3 separate regions of the Mus musculus genome follow, and regions 2 and 3 are each linked to region 1. Evidence: chromatin contacts called from public HiChIP or PLAC-seq and promoter capture Hi-C data. All regions are on one chromosome and are shown on one strand. The core of a region is the stretch at or near the end of the contact, and the rest is flanking DNA. Distances in the headings are between cores, read along the strand shown.

Region 1 (2,604 bases), core at 48-2,547:
GCAATTGCCAAATATGTGCTGCTGTTTCAGAGGGCCCAAATTCAATGCCTAGCACCCATGTCAAGAGGACCACAGGCTCCTGTAACTTGAGCTCCAGGGGAATCTAACTCTTCTGGTCTCCGTGGGCACCTGCATTCGTTACCAGACTTACAAGAATGAAAATAAATCTCTAAGAAAAAAAAAAAACACTACAGTCTGCTGAGCTCATGTCATTGAGAGGGAGATACACATTAGGTAAGGCTCTGGGTACTAAACGGACAGGATGGGTATTTGGGGTAAGAGACCTATACTAGAAACAGAAAGACTGGTCCTCATTAAGTACTCACCCAGCAGGAAATGAATGAGGCAGACTAATGCAATCAAGAATATAAAAACTACAGTTCTGCACCAAATCGTTGAGCATAGCCAACTTTGCGTTTTGTTTTGGGTTGACACCCTGTAGTGCCTAATCTTGTTTGTGGACTTGGCTATATCTGGAATGAACTAAAACCTAAGAGTCCAGATACCTGCCCTCTATCTAGGACACACCTTCTGGTGGCAGCCTGTATAAAAAGACATGAAAGAAGGAAGCTTTTGTTTTTTGCCTGCTTATGGCAAGCTCTAAATCCCCTTTATGTATTTTCTATCGGTTCTCTTCCTCTAGAAGAACCCTAACTAACACACACACACACCCTGGTCTGGAGGATCCTTTGTTTTTGTTTTTTCGAAATGGGATTTCTCCGTGTAGTCCTGGTTGTCTTAGAACTCAATTACTGTAAACCAGGCTGGCCTCGTATTCAGGGATCCTCTTTACTCAAATGCTGGAATTAATGGAGTGCGCCCACGCCCAGGACCCTCGACTTCACTGGTTTTTGAGTTCTTATTCCGGACTAATTTCTCACAATCGGTACAACTGAAAAAATCTATGCTGCAAAGGTGTCTCAAGTTTGCACAGAGGTTTTCTGCTCCGCAAGCGCGTGCTCATACGCAATGTGTCGATGTGCGGACCCGAACCTGGCAGTAATTGGAACCGCGTTACCCCAGGGCTCAGGGCTCCGTGTGTGCGAGGGATGCAACTGCTGGCCAATCTTTTCAGAGCGGGGCCGAAGCTGCTGGAGGGCTGGAGGCGCCAGGTAAGGCGCAGAGCTGGGCTTGCATTTCCCAAACCTGTGCGCCAACCCACCTACGGGACGGGACGCCGGCATCTGAGAGAGTCGCGCGGGAAGAAGTCAGCGCTCGGCGCCCAGCACTGCTGTGACAGCGGCCCCTGGTGGCGGCAACCTCAGCTGAAGCGGAGGGACGCTAAACGAGCGAGGCTAACAGCTCGGCGCCGGCGCTCCGGAAGTGACGTCCTCAAAGCCTCGAGGCGCTAGCCATGGCTCACACGGCCGCTGAGCGGCCGCCAGAGGAAACCCTGTCGCTGTGGAAAGGGTAATGGGGTCGGGGTCGTGCATTAGCCAAGGGGGTGGCCTTCTCCAGTGACCTCCGACCTCACAGCCCCTGTGGCGGCTGGGAAACTGACCCTCGGTGCTGCGGCACAGGCCTGCTCCGGGCCGCCGGCTGCCGGAAGTTGCAGCCAGCCTTTGTGGGCGTGGTCCTCGTTTCCGGTACCGGGGATTCCCATCGCCGAGAGCTTTTCCTTCTCAGTGTGGCTTGATGGACAAAAAGGAGAGAGGGTGGGCTGGGAGGGGGGACGCCCCGAGCGTCGCGCTCTTCCCATGGGCCCTGAGCCCGTTTGATGTTCGTGTCCTATTAGGGAACAAGCCCGGCTGAAAGCGCGCGTGGTGGATCGGGACACGGAGGCCTGGCAGCGGGACCCCAGCTTCTCGGGCCTGCAGAAGGTCGGGGGCGTGGATGTGTCCTTCGTGAAAGGGGACAGTGTCCGGGCCTGCGCTTCCCTGGTAGTGCTGAGCTACCCCGAGCTCAAGGTAACCCGGGTGGGATGTTGCGCCCGGTGCAGTTCGATCGTAGGCAGAGAGCCAGGGTCCAGTTTTATAAAATTTACTTTTTTTTTTTAATACTTGCACCCCGTAGTGTATATATATATATTTGATGCTAGGAAGCCGACTCAGGCCCTCGAATGTGTTAGGCAAGGGACTGATACACTTCCACCCCGTTTGTAGAGTGTAATGAATAGATTGGAATGCCTTTGAAGAAAAGTTTTCAAAAGCAAAAAGCAGAGGAAATATGGGCACCAGGATGCTTGTGATGTACATAAACTCCCACGGGTCTACATATATGTACACAAATGGTGAATTAAAAGTAGTTTTTAAAGGATCGACAGACAATTCCAGGTCTGGTTGTTGTGTTTCTGATCAGATGGAAGGGACTCGGAAGCCCAGGGACCTTAAAATTCTGAGGGGAAAGGTGTCCCAATGGAAAGGCATCGTGAGACACAAGGACCCGGGAACCACACAGCTCTGAGAGGAAGCCTCAGCCCCGCTCTCTCCACTTCTCTTCTCTTCTCTTCTCTTCCTTGCTTCTTTTCTGACAGGAGAGTTACACCAAGCAGGAAATTTTATGAAAGAGATTTATTGGAGGGAAGACTCCAGGAGGAGGAGGAGGGACTAATCTAGGAATGGCTGCCCTCTGCTCTCGGGGGGGGGGGGGGGGGGGGGGGGGCAG
Region 2 (2,604 bases), core at 58-2,557, 1.1 Mb after region 1:
CAGTTTATAAAGAAATTTAAAAAGACACAAAATCCAAGAAGGGAGGGGAAGAGAAAAAAAATATTTCGAAGGCATGGAGAACCATGACCCAGGTAAGACCCAGGAAAGATCGCCAGTTAAGATCCAGCACAGAGACGCAGGCTGGAAGATACTCTCAGCCACCTTTCTCAGCATCTGGGAGATGCTGGACTTCCTTCTCCTATCAGTTCACCATATCGAGCATAAATCTGAGAAGCAAGCACCTTTCGGTCATGCTGGGACCGGAGTTGTGGCCAGTCTGTGCAGGTTAGAAACTGTAAGCTCTGGCACAGGGCAGGCGCTCACAGTTTGGACAGCAGACAGGACTCATTTTTAGGGGGGCGCGCGCACACACACACATACACACACAGTGTGTGACATCTTCCTGCAGCCTGGCTTATGGGGTCGTGCTCAAACCCTACTTTTTCTGAGGCCAAGGCTCTCAGGGTGACAGTGGCTGGCTCTGGGCAGCCTAGGGGAGGGCAGGTTCCAATCTGTAAAGGATCCTGGAGCCCACGTCCGCGTGGGACGAGGAAAGCGGAGAGCTCCCGTCTCCTACCTGAATATCAGCATCTGACACTCCGAAGTCCAGGTTGGACACCAGCAGCTTCCCGCCGGTCTCCACGCCGGCTCCACCCCCGAAGCCGCTGTCGAAGAGGTCGTGCTGCCATTTGTCGGGAAGTTGTTTCGGCTGGAGAGAAACCGTAAGCACAGAGACACTCGTGAGACTCGTCCCGGGAGCCCGCGACACCTCGGCGACGCTCTCCCGTCGGCCCCGCGGCCAAGGTCGAGGAGCCCCGAGAGTCCCCCAGCCCCGCCGCTCCGCTACGGACACCCAAGTTCTCTCGCAGCGGCCCCCGCCGCCACGAGGCTGGACCACGACCGGACAAAGCGTCCCGGAAGATCCTGGCCTCGGGACGGCCTCGCCCCCGCCCACCCCTCGGCCGCGGTCCCGCGCGGGACGCTCACCCGGTCCCGGCCGGCCCGGGCGCACCCTCCCCGGCCCGCGCCGCAGGTCCCCGCACTCACTCTGCTGTACGGCGCCGGCCGGTTCCTGCCGCCGCCTGCGGCGCCGCGGGCGATGGCGGGCCGGTTCCTCATAGGCCCGCCGCCTCGATTCACCCGCGCGGCGGCCTGCACTGCGCCGCCGCGGCCGCCCTGGGAGCCGGCCCTGCCGCGACCCCGGCCCCCGCCGCGGCCTCCTCGCTGGCTCCGGTTCAGCTTAATGATGTCGTCCAAAGACATGTCCATTTTGTCGGCCATGGCGGGCGCGGATTCGGGCCTCGGATCGAGCCCGCGCGTCAGCACGCCGCGGCGTCACTTCCGGCGCCTCCCCCTGCCTTCCGGCGTCGCGGGCCCGAAGCGAGCGGCGATTGGTCTGGGCGCGCGCGATTCCGCAGAGCGCCTGCGTACGGCTCGCCGCGGTGGCTGGCGCTACTTCGGAGGAGCCCGACGCGGCGCGGTCGTTTTTATACATTCCCGCGCGGAGGCAACGGAAGGGCGGGGCGCCTCGTGATTAGGCCGCGGAGGTGCGAGGGCGAGCAGGGGGCGGGGCCTGCGGGCGCCTCCCTGGGAGGCCGGAAGATCCTCGGGCGTCGCCTGGGTGCAGCGCAGTGTGCGCGTCCCGCGTCCCTCCTCACCGTGCGATCGTGGGGGTCCCGGCCGGTCCGTGGGTCCGACTTGGTTGTTTTTGCTCGAAGGCTCGGTCTCCTGACGAGCTGGCGTCCTCACCCCTGCTTTAACTTCGCGGATTAGTGACAGTCACTCTTTCCATATCTTTAAAAGCGAGGCCCTGGTTAGTGAAAACCAATGTTTTGCGTGGATGCGGAGGTTTTGTTTTTGTTTTTTTGTTTGTTTTCGTTTCCTGTTTGGCTGATCTGCTTCTGCCCCGGGATTAGAGGCGTGTGCCACCGTGCCAGACTACATGAGTGCAGATCTTTAAAGGCATCCTTAAAGGTGGCAAAATAAACTCGTGCCATTAATCCCACAGGCTCTCCTTGCCGTCTTTAAAGACAAACACGTGCCTTTTTCTTTCTTTTTGGTCGGGACGCACGGAATTTTGGAAGATGCCGTTCTTGACGAGTGCAGCACTTGCCGCAGCTCCATGACTTTGAGCTTAGGTGCTTTCGTATTCCGTACTAACTCCAGGTCATCCTCTTCCCTCAGGTCACAGGCTCTGTTGTCATGAAGGTGAAAATTAAATGTTGGAATGGTGTGGCCACTTGGCTCTGGGTAGCCAATGATGAGAACTGCGGCATCTGCAGGATGGCGTTTAATGGCTGCTGTCCAGACTGTAAGTGTCTTCCTATGCGCTCTCAGAACTTTAGCCTACTCCACCAGCCTAAAAATCCCTAGGTTTCCCAGCACTGGGTAGGCAGAGACTGGAGGATCTCTGAGTTTGAGTTTAGCCTGGTCAACAGGACAAGTTACCTAACCCTAACCGAAACCCCACCGGACAGTGGTGTTGCACGCCTTTAATCCCAGCACTCTGGAGGCAGAGGCAAGTGAATCTCTGAGTTCAAGGCCAGCCTGATCTACAGAGGGAGTTCCAGGACAGCCAGGGCTACACAGAGAAACCCTGTTTTG
Region 3 (2,604 bases), core at 57-2,556, 1.0 Mb before region 1:
TTTGGGCTTGTGACCTGCTACCTTCTCTCTGTCGCAGCCCCACACAGAGCTTCCCTCCCCACCCTGGGTCAGTGGGAAGAGGTGTCCTGCCAACTGTGTCCCACAGATCAGAGTGTCCTGCTCCCCAGCGTCCCTTCCCTGGCCGACTGGCCAACAGGCAATGTAACCAGGGCCTATATTCAACCACCTTAGTCACCATCCCCACCCTTGGCGTTTATGGATGCTTGGGGCCTCATAAAGCTCAAAGCCTGTAAACAGTAATAAAGAGGCCCAGAGAACTTGGCTTGGGCAAGCTGCTGTGGGGCCAGAAGCTGCAAGCTGCAGAGGGGTATTGGGCTCAGGGAGGAGAAGCCATTTCCTCGTCTTCTGGCATTTCTGCTCACCGCTCTGAACACAGGACCATCAAGGTTACTGTGAATCTCTTCTGTGCCCAGGTACTGTGGGAGGTGCCCTCTGGCAGATGCAGCTTCCTGGACCCTGAATACTTGAGAGGATTTATTTCCTGCAGAACACAGGCTTAAGAGTAAGAAGAATGCATTCAGGGGAAAACTATCCATGCTCACCATGCTGACCACCCTACAGGACAGATGGAAACAGTCCCTCCAGGTCAGCAGCACTGCCCCCATCTCTCCACCTGCCTTTACTCCTAGGTTTCCCATCGTACCTGGCTATAGCATCCCATGGAGCCCTGCCTCAAGCTGGTTATAACACCTCTTTCTTTTGTTCATTAGTAAGAAAAGACAATCGTCAGCCTGTGTTGGTTATCCAATTCCAAACGGTCAGCCCTGAAAACATTTGCATACAAGTAACATTAAAGGGACCGAACAGGTTGTGTTTATATATACACACACGTAGATGACAAACATTAAAGAAGTAAAAATCATGAATTTGAGAGAGATTGGATGAGGTACACAGGAACTATTGGAGGGAGGAAAGGGAAGGGAAACATGTAATTATATTTTAATTTCTTAAAAAAAGCAGAATATTACAGGTGCCTGTAATATTAGATCCCATCCAGGAATCCAGGGATCCAAGGAGCCAGGGACCCAGGGAAGCTAGGCCACCAGTCTCTGTGGCCCAGTTCCAGGGCTCATTGCTAACGTGTACCGACTTGGTTGTCGCTGGCAGATTGTTTCATTCGTCTGGAAAGAAAACTTCGTGGCTAACTCTAAATAACACTTTTTTGGGTCTCAGAACCTTGGGCTCAGGATCCACGCAGCCCCGCCTTTCTCCTAGACCCCGCCCATCAGGTCCCGCCCCGTCTCTCCGGTTATTTAACTCAGGCTCTACACCCGCCGCTTGCAGAACGTGGACAGATCCTAGCCGGAACTCGGTGCGAGCCAACCGCGGCGCTGCACACTCACCATTGGCTGAGAGCTGCGGCAGGGGCAGGCCCAGGCTTGCGATTGGCTGTTGGAGCAGTGTCTGGAGGGCTTAGCGGTCGGCAGTCGCTGACAGTCATGGAGACCTCGTCGGTGCTGACCCGGGGAGCTGCAAGGCAGCGGAGCCCCGCGGCCCCGGAGAAGCAGGCGCGGGACCAGACGGAGCGGAGGCCGGGGCGGCGGAGGCAGGGGCGGAGGTGCGCACGGCTGGGCTGAGCTCCAGGTCTGGGCTTGGGGTGGCCATGCTGCCTGTCGTGCAGCGCGACACTGTCTGTCGCTTGCGGACAAACCTACGTCCCTCCATCCTTCTATCCCCGGTCGCAGACGGGCCACCCGAGCAAGTTAGCAGCTCCCTTGTTCCTAACCTATGACGGACCCTGTCCCAGCCCATCGGGATCTCGTTCTGGCAGTCTGGCGCCAAGGCTACTGCACCTTCCTTTGGCCCTATAGATTAGGCAATCCCGAACATGGATGGCTTTCTGTTCGTGTAATATTTGAACTGAATCTTTAGGGACGAGGACTGTACTAGGTGGATCAGAATGAGCAAAGGCACAAAGGCAAAGAAGTGGACAGACATACCCCCCTGGTCCAGGGTTGTAACCCCGTGGTCGGTGGGACACTGGGAAAGGTATCAGCACAAACTTGATGTGTCCTGCTTCGTTTTTAAACCCACAGCAGTGAGACAGATGGGCTATTCAGACTTTAGGATGGTTGCTGACCGACGGGAAAGGTATTTGTGGGTAGAAGCCATCCTAAGAGGTCCTTTTCCTTCTTACTGGAGGGACATTCAGGTGACAGGTGGGCATGGGCAGACGGGATGACTTTGAGTTCCTTTGGGTGCAGCTGAAGGATAAAGGAGTCAGCCAGGGGGGCGCCATCTGGAAGAGGAGTATTTGGTGGTGAGATTTCAAAGGCGGGTGTTTTGCATGGCCTGATGACACAGGCCTTTAATTCCAACTCCTTGATGGGGTGAGGCAAGAGGATCACAAGTTTGAGGCCCCAACCTGGTGTAGTGAGGCCACATCGCAAAAATTAAAATGGAAGGTCTTGAGAGAGATTCATGGCAGAGCACTTGCCTAGGATGTAGGAAGTTCTGGGTTTGAGCCCCTAGCACCACAAGAAAAAGATGACGTCTCCATTTTAGCCTGCTACTGTCTGGCCATCCCCGCAGTTCCAAAGGCTCCTCAGTTTACTTACAGAGGGACAGTGTGATTGATGGCAG

The links. Promoter capture Hi-C pulls out the DNA fragments that hold promoters and counts their contacts. HiChIP or PLAC-seq counts read pairs in DNA pulled down with a chosen protein or histone mark.
Region 2: a contact with region 1 is called in an H3K27ac HiChIP or PLAC-seq map of microglia, with 6 times the contacts expected there. The contact joins the promoter of Alyref here to the promoter of Endov in region 1.
Region 3: a promoter capture Hi-C map of embryonic stem cells shows a contact between it and region 1, with 2.8 times the contacts expected there. The contact joins the promoter of Engase here to the promoter of Endov in region 1.

What each region holds. Positions count from the first base shown.
Region 1 is chr11:119,490,050-119,492,653 of GRCm38.p6, forward strand. It overlaps Endov (endonuclease V), which reads left to right and starts at 1,298. Exons shown (of 9, transcript NM_001164636.1): 1 at 1,298-1,410; 2 at 1,736-1,907. The coding sequence starts at 1,355. A930037H05Rik (RIKEN cDNA A930037H05 gene) reads right to left here and starts at 1,186. Exons shown (of 4, transcript NR_153849.1): 1 at 994-1,186.
Region 2 is chr11:120,597,058-120,599,661 of GRCm38.p6, forward strand. It overlaps Alyref (Aly/REF export factor), which reads right to left and starts at 1,308. Exons shown (of 6, transcript NM_011568.1): 1 at 1,048-1,308; 2 at 578-709. The coding sequence starts at 1,281. It overlaps Anapc11 (anaphase promoting complex subunit 11), which reads left to right and starts at 1,475. Exons shown (of 3, transcript NM_001038230.2): 1 at 1,475-1,813; 2 at 2,185-2,311. The coding sequence starts at 2,203.
Region 3 is chr11:118,475,526-118,478,129 of GRCm38.p6, forward strand. Engase (endo-beta-N-acetylglucosaminidase) reads left to right here and starts at 1,307. Exons shown (of 14, transcript NM_172573.3): 1 at 1,307-1,579. The coding sequence starts at 1,461.